Linked DNA regions of Oryza sativa: region 2 is linked to region 1. Evidence: chromatin contacts called from public HiCAR-type data. All regions are on one chromosome and are shown on one strand. Each heading gives the region's core, a stretch centred on a gene start, on an enhancer-like site or on the middle of the called end of the contact. The rest is flanking DNA. Distances are from core to core; before and after follow the strand shown. Region 1 holds the start of LOC4350610 (auxin response factor 23-like). Region 2 holds the start of LOC4350614 (obtusifoliol 14-alpha demethylase).

The links. HiCAR-type assays count read pairs that join an accessible place to other places.
Region 2: a HiCAR-type map of leaf shows a contact between it and region 1, with 2.2 times the contacts expected there. The contact joins the promoter of LOC4350614 here to the promoter of LOC4350610 in region 1. A contact is called at or near these places in 1 of 15 Hi-C or Micro-C datasets (panicle) and 1 of 4 datasets of contacts at active chromatin or transcription factors (leaf).

The regions. Positions count from the first base shown.
Region 1 is chr11:20,884,437-20,887,525 of ASM3414082v1, reverse strand. LOC4350610 (auxin response factor 23-like) reads left to right here and starts at 1,660. Exons shown (of 15, transcript NM_001404466.1): 1 at 1,660-1,959; 2 at 2,061-2,200; 3 at 3,038-3,089. The coding sequence starts at 1,893.
Region 2 is chr11:20,992,191-20,995,279 of ASM3414082v1, reverse strand. LOC4350614 (obtusifoliol 14-alpha demethylase) reads right to left here and starts at 1,547. Exons shown (of 3, transcript XM_015761946.3): 1 at 1,345-1,547; 2 at 470-952. The coding sequence starts at 940.

The DNA.
Region 1 (3,089 bases), core at 411-2,910:
ATGAATTTTTTTTTCAGAAGTACGTGTAGACATGAAATTTATTGTCATCACATCTCAAGTTCGAACTCAAATTTGTTTTGAAGTAAAAAAAAGAAGAATTTTTTTTCTTCACAACTCAAATTTATTTTCATCACATCTCAAGTTCGAACTCAAATTTGCGATGAATAGTAAGAGACGTTATGCACATAAAATGTGATTTTTTTTTCTCTCAGATAAAATTGAGTTTGGACTTGAGATTTGGTAAAAATATACTTCATGCTTAAACCTGTCTCTAATAATTTTACTAAACATTTAGGTATGGTTCTCACTAGATACTTCCCGATGATTAAAACCCTTAAAATCAACTTCAAATCAAATTTTATTTTTTCAAAAATTGGTTATGCATTATAAGCCAGCAAGCAAATGCTGGAGCTCATGTTCTATCTAGCACATTTTTGGATTCAAAATATCTTAAAACCGAGTATTCCTAACTTCACTAATTCTATATCATCATTGTTTTTTTAAGACTCCCATTGTTTGGTTGTGTTTTTAGATAATAAAAGCCGTTAAATCCTGGAAAATTCGCTCCCATGGGAAGTCGAAACCAGAACCTAAGGTACTTTTGAGGCTCTAAAAGCCGTTTTTTTTTGGTTGTTAGCTTAGGTAAAACTTAAATTTTTGAAAACTTAACTTTATTGTTGACTCTAAATTTTTCATTTTTTATTTTTTCAAAATTCACTTTTAAACCATTAATAATACAAACATTCAAATATAAATTATTGATTATTGTTTCATTTATTTTTCTACATCCTTTTGATCTTACATTGGTTAGTCCCAAAATAATTCCAATCCTAGGAATCAATCTAAATATATGTTTTGTCGAAATTTATTTTTAGGTTGGATTTATTTTGGAATAGAGTAAGTAGATATCACTGTCCTTGTATATATCCTTAATAATAAAAGTATCCGAAAGTATTATGGTCCTGTTTAGTTCCCAAATTTTTTTCCCAAAAACATTACATCAAATCTTTGGACAGATGCATGAAACATAAATATAGATAAATGAAAAAAATAATTGTATAGTTAGGGAGGAAATCGCAAGACGAATCTTTTAAGCCTAATTAGTCCATGATTAGCCATAAGTGCTACAGTAACCCACATGTATTAATGATGGATTAATTAGGCTTAAAAGATTCATCTCGCGGTTTCCAGGCGAGTTATGAAATTATTTATTTTTATTCGTGTTAAAAAAACCTTTCCGATATTCGGTTAAACATCCGATGTGACATCTACAATTTTTTTTATGACTAAACAGACCCTATGTTCTCTTTCCCACTGCTCTAAAAAAAAATAGTAGTAGACAGGAGAATAGTACAGCCGTATACAACGGCATTAAAGAATCACGAAAATGCCATCGAGGGGACACACCCCGGATCCACCCCCAACACGAATATTTATTGCACCTACCCCCTTGTCTGCGGGAGCGAGACAGCCCAAGCCCAACCCCCCAACCCACCCAAACCCAAACCCACCCACCCAGCCCAGCCCAGCCCCCATCCCGGTGAAATTATTGCACCCCCTCTGCTTCTTCTTCCTCCCGCCCGCGGTAACCTCACCGCCAACACACACCCACCTCCCCCCCCCCCGCCTTAAAGCTCACACAATTGCTGTGCCAATACTGTTTTTTTTTTCTTCTTTTTTCTCGCTTAAATTCACCCAGTAAAAAAAAAATTTAAAACAAAAGAGAGGAGAGGAGAGGAAGAAGAGGAGGTGGTGGAGGAGGAGGAGGAGAAGCTGCTTGTGCTGCTGCTGCGAATCGGAGGGGAATTCGAGGGGGCGGGGGGCGCGAATCCGGCGGGGGAATTCGCGCGATTCGGGCGTGGCCGCGGGGGATGTGAAGATCTGGTGGGGTGATGGCGACGGCGGAGGTCGGCGGCGGCGGCGGTGAGGGGGATGCTGCTGCCGCGGCGGTGGCGCGAGGTGAGCTCCTCTCGGTGGTGGGTGGGCGTGTGTGGGTTTGCGCGTGGGTTTTTTGTGGGCTGGCTTGTGATGCCGGCTTTTGGGCTTTGGGCTTGCAGCAGGCGGCGGCGGCGGAGGAGGAGGAGGAGGAGGGGAGGACGCGCTGTTCACGGAGCTGTGGAGCGCGTGCGCGGGGCCGCTGGTGACGGTGCCGAGGGTTGGGGAGAAGGTGTTCTACTTCCCGCAGGGGCACATCGAGCAGGTGAGTCCGAGTCCGAGCTCGAGGTCGAGCAGAGCGCGCGCCGCCCAATTCGGGCGCGGGGTGGTGGCGGTGGCGGCGGCCGCCTTTCTCGCCTCTCCGCGATTCCCCGCTTTTTATTAGAGAGTTTATTAGTTCCATTTCGATTTCTCTTCCTGGTCCTTTTCCGCCGTTTGATTTTGAGAGTTTTTTTGGTTTTCAACTCTCTTTTCTCTCTCTTCGTGTTTCTGTTGATCCGAGTGGCGTCTTCGGGTTTGAGCTGTTTTGAAGCCACTCGTTTTTTTTCTTCTTGACTTGTTCAAATGCTTGAGGTTTTGGTGTTTATGCGTCCTAGCGGCGATGGGAATCTTTTAAGATAAATTTTGGGGGGAATTTGTCTGTGCCGTTGGCGAATTTCGCTTTCTTGAGTTTGTGTCGTGGAATTTTGGCGGGTTTTGAGCATTTTTGGTGATGCGGTTTTGGGGTTTACGTTTTGCCTCTCTAAAATTCGAAGTTTTTTCCAAGTTTTTTCGGTTATACTGTATGCAATTCTCTGGTTCGAACTAAGTTTCCGAGTTGTCGCAGTTGCTGAGTGTGAGATTGGAACTATTTGAATGGGGAATTCTGTAGTTTTTGTGCCGGATCGCTTCGCCTATGAGTCGAATTCGGCTTCTTGGTTGCCAAAATTCGGAATTCTGTGTTTTACTTCGCAAAAGAAAAAAAAACTGGGGATTTTCGTGCTTGGTACTGAACTAGTGATAATTTGTTCTTCCTGCATTCTTGCAAATGTATTTTTTTTCTTGGCTGGAATCAGTGTTTCGGTGGCTGATTTTGGAATTCTTTGCCTCTGTCCATTTTCAGGTGGAGGCCTCGACCAACCAGGTAGGCGAGCAGCGGATGCAGTTGTACAATC
Region 2 (3,089 bases), core at 298-2,797, 110 kb before region 1:
ACAGTGATGCACATATACTGATATATTTGGGTTTGAGAAAAAAAGACAAAAGGTGATGTATGGTAGCCACGTTCTAACTTCCAGAAAAGCCACGCACAACATATTAGACGTGTTGATACACACCATGACACCAACATGTTGAGTAATCAAACAGGATTAACAACAGCTCTGAATTGACGTATACATATAAGAAAAAGCAATCATGCTGAATATTAGATCACCAAGCTTTCCTATCAAAATTGACATAGCACATCTATATCGAGATTGTATCCTTTTGTCTAAGGGCTAACTACAAGTTCAATGCATAATGATCCGCATGACTGATCTTCGAAACAAATTCTACCACACATTAGCCTATTACAATCAAGTTTGATGATATATCCAAGAACAAGCATCTCATGCTAAGTTACTATGCGACAACCATCCTAACAATATATGAACAATTGCGTGAAACGGAAGCGATTCTCACCTCAGCCTCGACAACCATCTGGTCGACATAGCTGCGGAGCTTGTTGGCGCGGAGCGCCTCGGTGAAGAACCTGAACTGCTCCTGCCTGACGGAGTAGTCGACGTCGAAGACGACGCCGGGGCCGAAGGTGGGCACGTTGAACTTGTAGACCTCCTGCTGGCTCATCTCGGCCTCGTTCCCCTTGAAGAAGTGCGCCGACACCTCGGGGCCGATGAGGAAGGTGATCTTGCGGCTGAGGATGGGGACGGTGAAGACGCTGCCGAGGCGGGCGTACTCCTCCCGGATCATCGGGATCGGCCCCCGCATGAAGCGGAGCAGCCCGCCCACCAGCGGCGCCGCCGGGATGGTCGGCGGGAGGCGCTTCTTGCCGCCGCCGGCGGAGCTCAGCAGCAGCTTGATGAAGGCGAGGGTGGCCACCAGCAGCGCCGCGCCGGCGATGAGCCGGTGGTTTGGGTCGGCGAGATCCATCATCTTCGTCGTCGTCTGCTCGACCAATTGCCATCGATTAGATCAGGGATAATACAGATTAATCAAGATGACACATACGAAAAAGAAAAAAAAACAAGATTCCAAAGCCTCGTTCGCATCGAAGACACTCTAGGAAAGAAAAAGAACACAAATGCAGCATCAAAAACAGTGGAAAAAAATACAATTGTTCTTCCACACTCATCTTTCCACATGACAAACAAAAGTCACTTTTTGAAAGAAAAAAAAGAAAAGAAAATCTCTAGATCGGAGAGAACAGCGCCGGAAATTCTCTGGTTTTTGGCCATGTGCCGCGCCCGGGACATATGATAGAGAACAAAAAAAAGAAAAGAAAAAGGAAATCAAGAAACGCAGTAGGATGATGAGATCCGATCTTGGATGGAGCATACCTTCTCCCTGCTGCTGCGGGTGTGGGGGGGGGGGTGGAGGGGAGTGTGGAGTGGAAGTATAGACTGGAGAGGGGTTTATATAAAGGAAAGCAGCAAAGATTCCTCCGAGGAGAGGTGGTGGTGGGAATGAGGAGGGGTTTACTGCGGGCGGAGATGGGAAACCGGGGCGGCAGAGATTTGCAGAGGAGAGGAGAAGGGAGGATGCGCGGCCGGGGAAGGAGGAGGGGATTTTGGGGGGGCCCCACCTGGCTGTGACGCTAGCTGGCGACCACGTGTGTTTGCACGAGCACACGACGTCCACATGTGCAATGGTGGGTGTGGGTGTGTCATGGGCGGGGGATCGTGAGTGGAGCCGGGAGCCGTAGAGGAGGGTCGCTCTCTCGCCGGCCGCCGATGGCGAGGGGGGTTTTGCCGGCGGGCCACGCCAGCTGCGGGTGAGCGAGGCAGGCACGGGACTTGAGGATCATTAATAACACTCAGACAAAATAACACTGACACCGTGTTTAGTTGCAAATTTTTTTTTCAAACTTTCAACTTTTCCATCACATCAAAACTTTCCTATAAACATGAACTTCCAACTTTTCTATCACATCAAAACTTTTCTACAAACATAAACTTTCAACTTTTCCATCACATCGTTCCAAGTTCAACCAAACTTCCAATTTTAGCGTGTACTAAACACACCCTCATGCAGGTGCGCGAGTTAGACAATTAGACTCACCCTCTAAATAATCTAGTCAATTTAATAGCTAATATATATAATAATTTTTAATAAATATAATAGTTACCTCTCAACCACGTATACTATAATATTAATATCTGATCTCACCTATCATACACATTGTATCTTATAGTCTATGGTCCCATTGATCTTCTCTCTTATTTTTTTATCTTCTTGATACATGTTTATAGCTTGGCTTATAGTGTGCTATTGTACATGCTCTAAACAGTACTCCCTCCGTCACAAAATAATACTTCATCTATTACAAAATAAATTAATCTTAGTACGAGACATAGCCTAATACTAAATCTAGACAGGAACATGAGTCAAATCCTATTATAGGTTAATTTATTTTACGAGGGAGTACATTTTTATGCTCTTTAAAATATCATATAATAATATTTTTGTTTAACAAAATTAAAAATAATTTACCGTGCGTTAATGATTTTGTTGTTTTGCGTCTAACGGGACGACAGTGTCACTATCGACAAACGTGGTTATAGCACAAGTCATGTTCATCAATTAATCATACTACAGTACTACTAGTACCGGTACTAGTACGTGTACGTGTTTCAGTTATTGGTGCACGGTTGCTGCAATAGTACGTTAACGTGAAGATGTACGTCTAGTTGTATAGCCTAATTTCGTGGTTTTAGCTATAGGACATCGTTTGAAGTGATTTTTGGCAGAATACACTATGTAAATGTAATAATTTTTTAGGAGACACCACATCCATTATTTTAATGTTTTCGTACTGACGACCTAGATGGTGCCCACTTTTTAGGTGGCATGATCGAATTGTGTTTGTATGTTTTGTTTAGGATAACTGGCTCTGTGCATGGAGAGAATGTACTCCTTGATAAGCTCATCCATATTAGAGGTGGAGCTACTATGAGCGAAGTCGTACTTGACGCTAGCGGTAGTGGAGGCGATGAGGGAGGCAAACCTTCCTCCCTACGTAAACGAGGCGCAGGTCGCGGCTGTCCTCGTGGTCGGCAAGAGGTGGGCGAGCACGGTGCCCTTC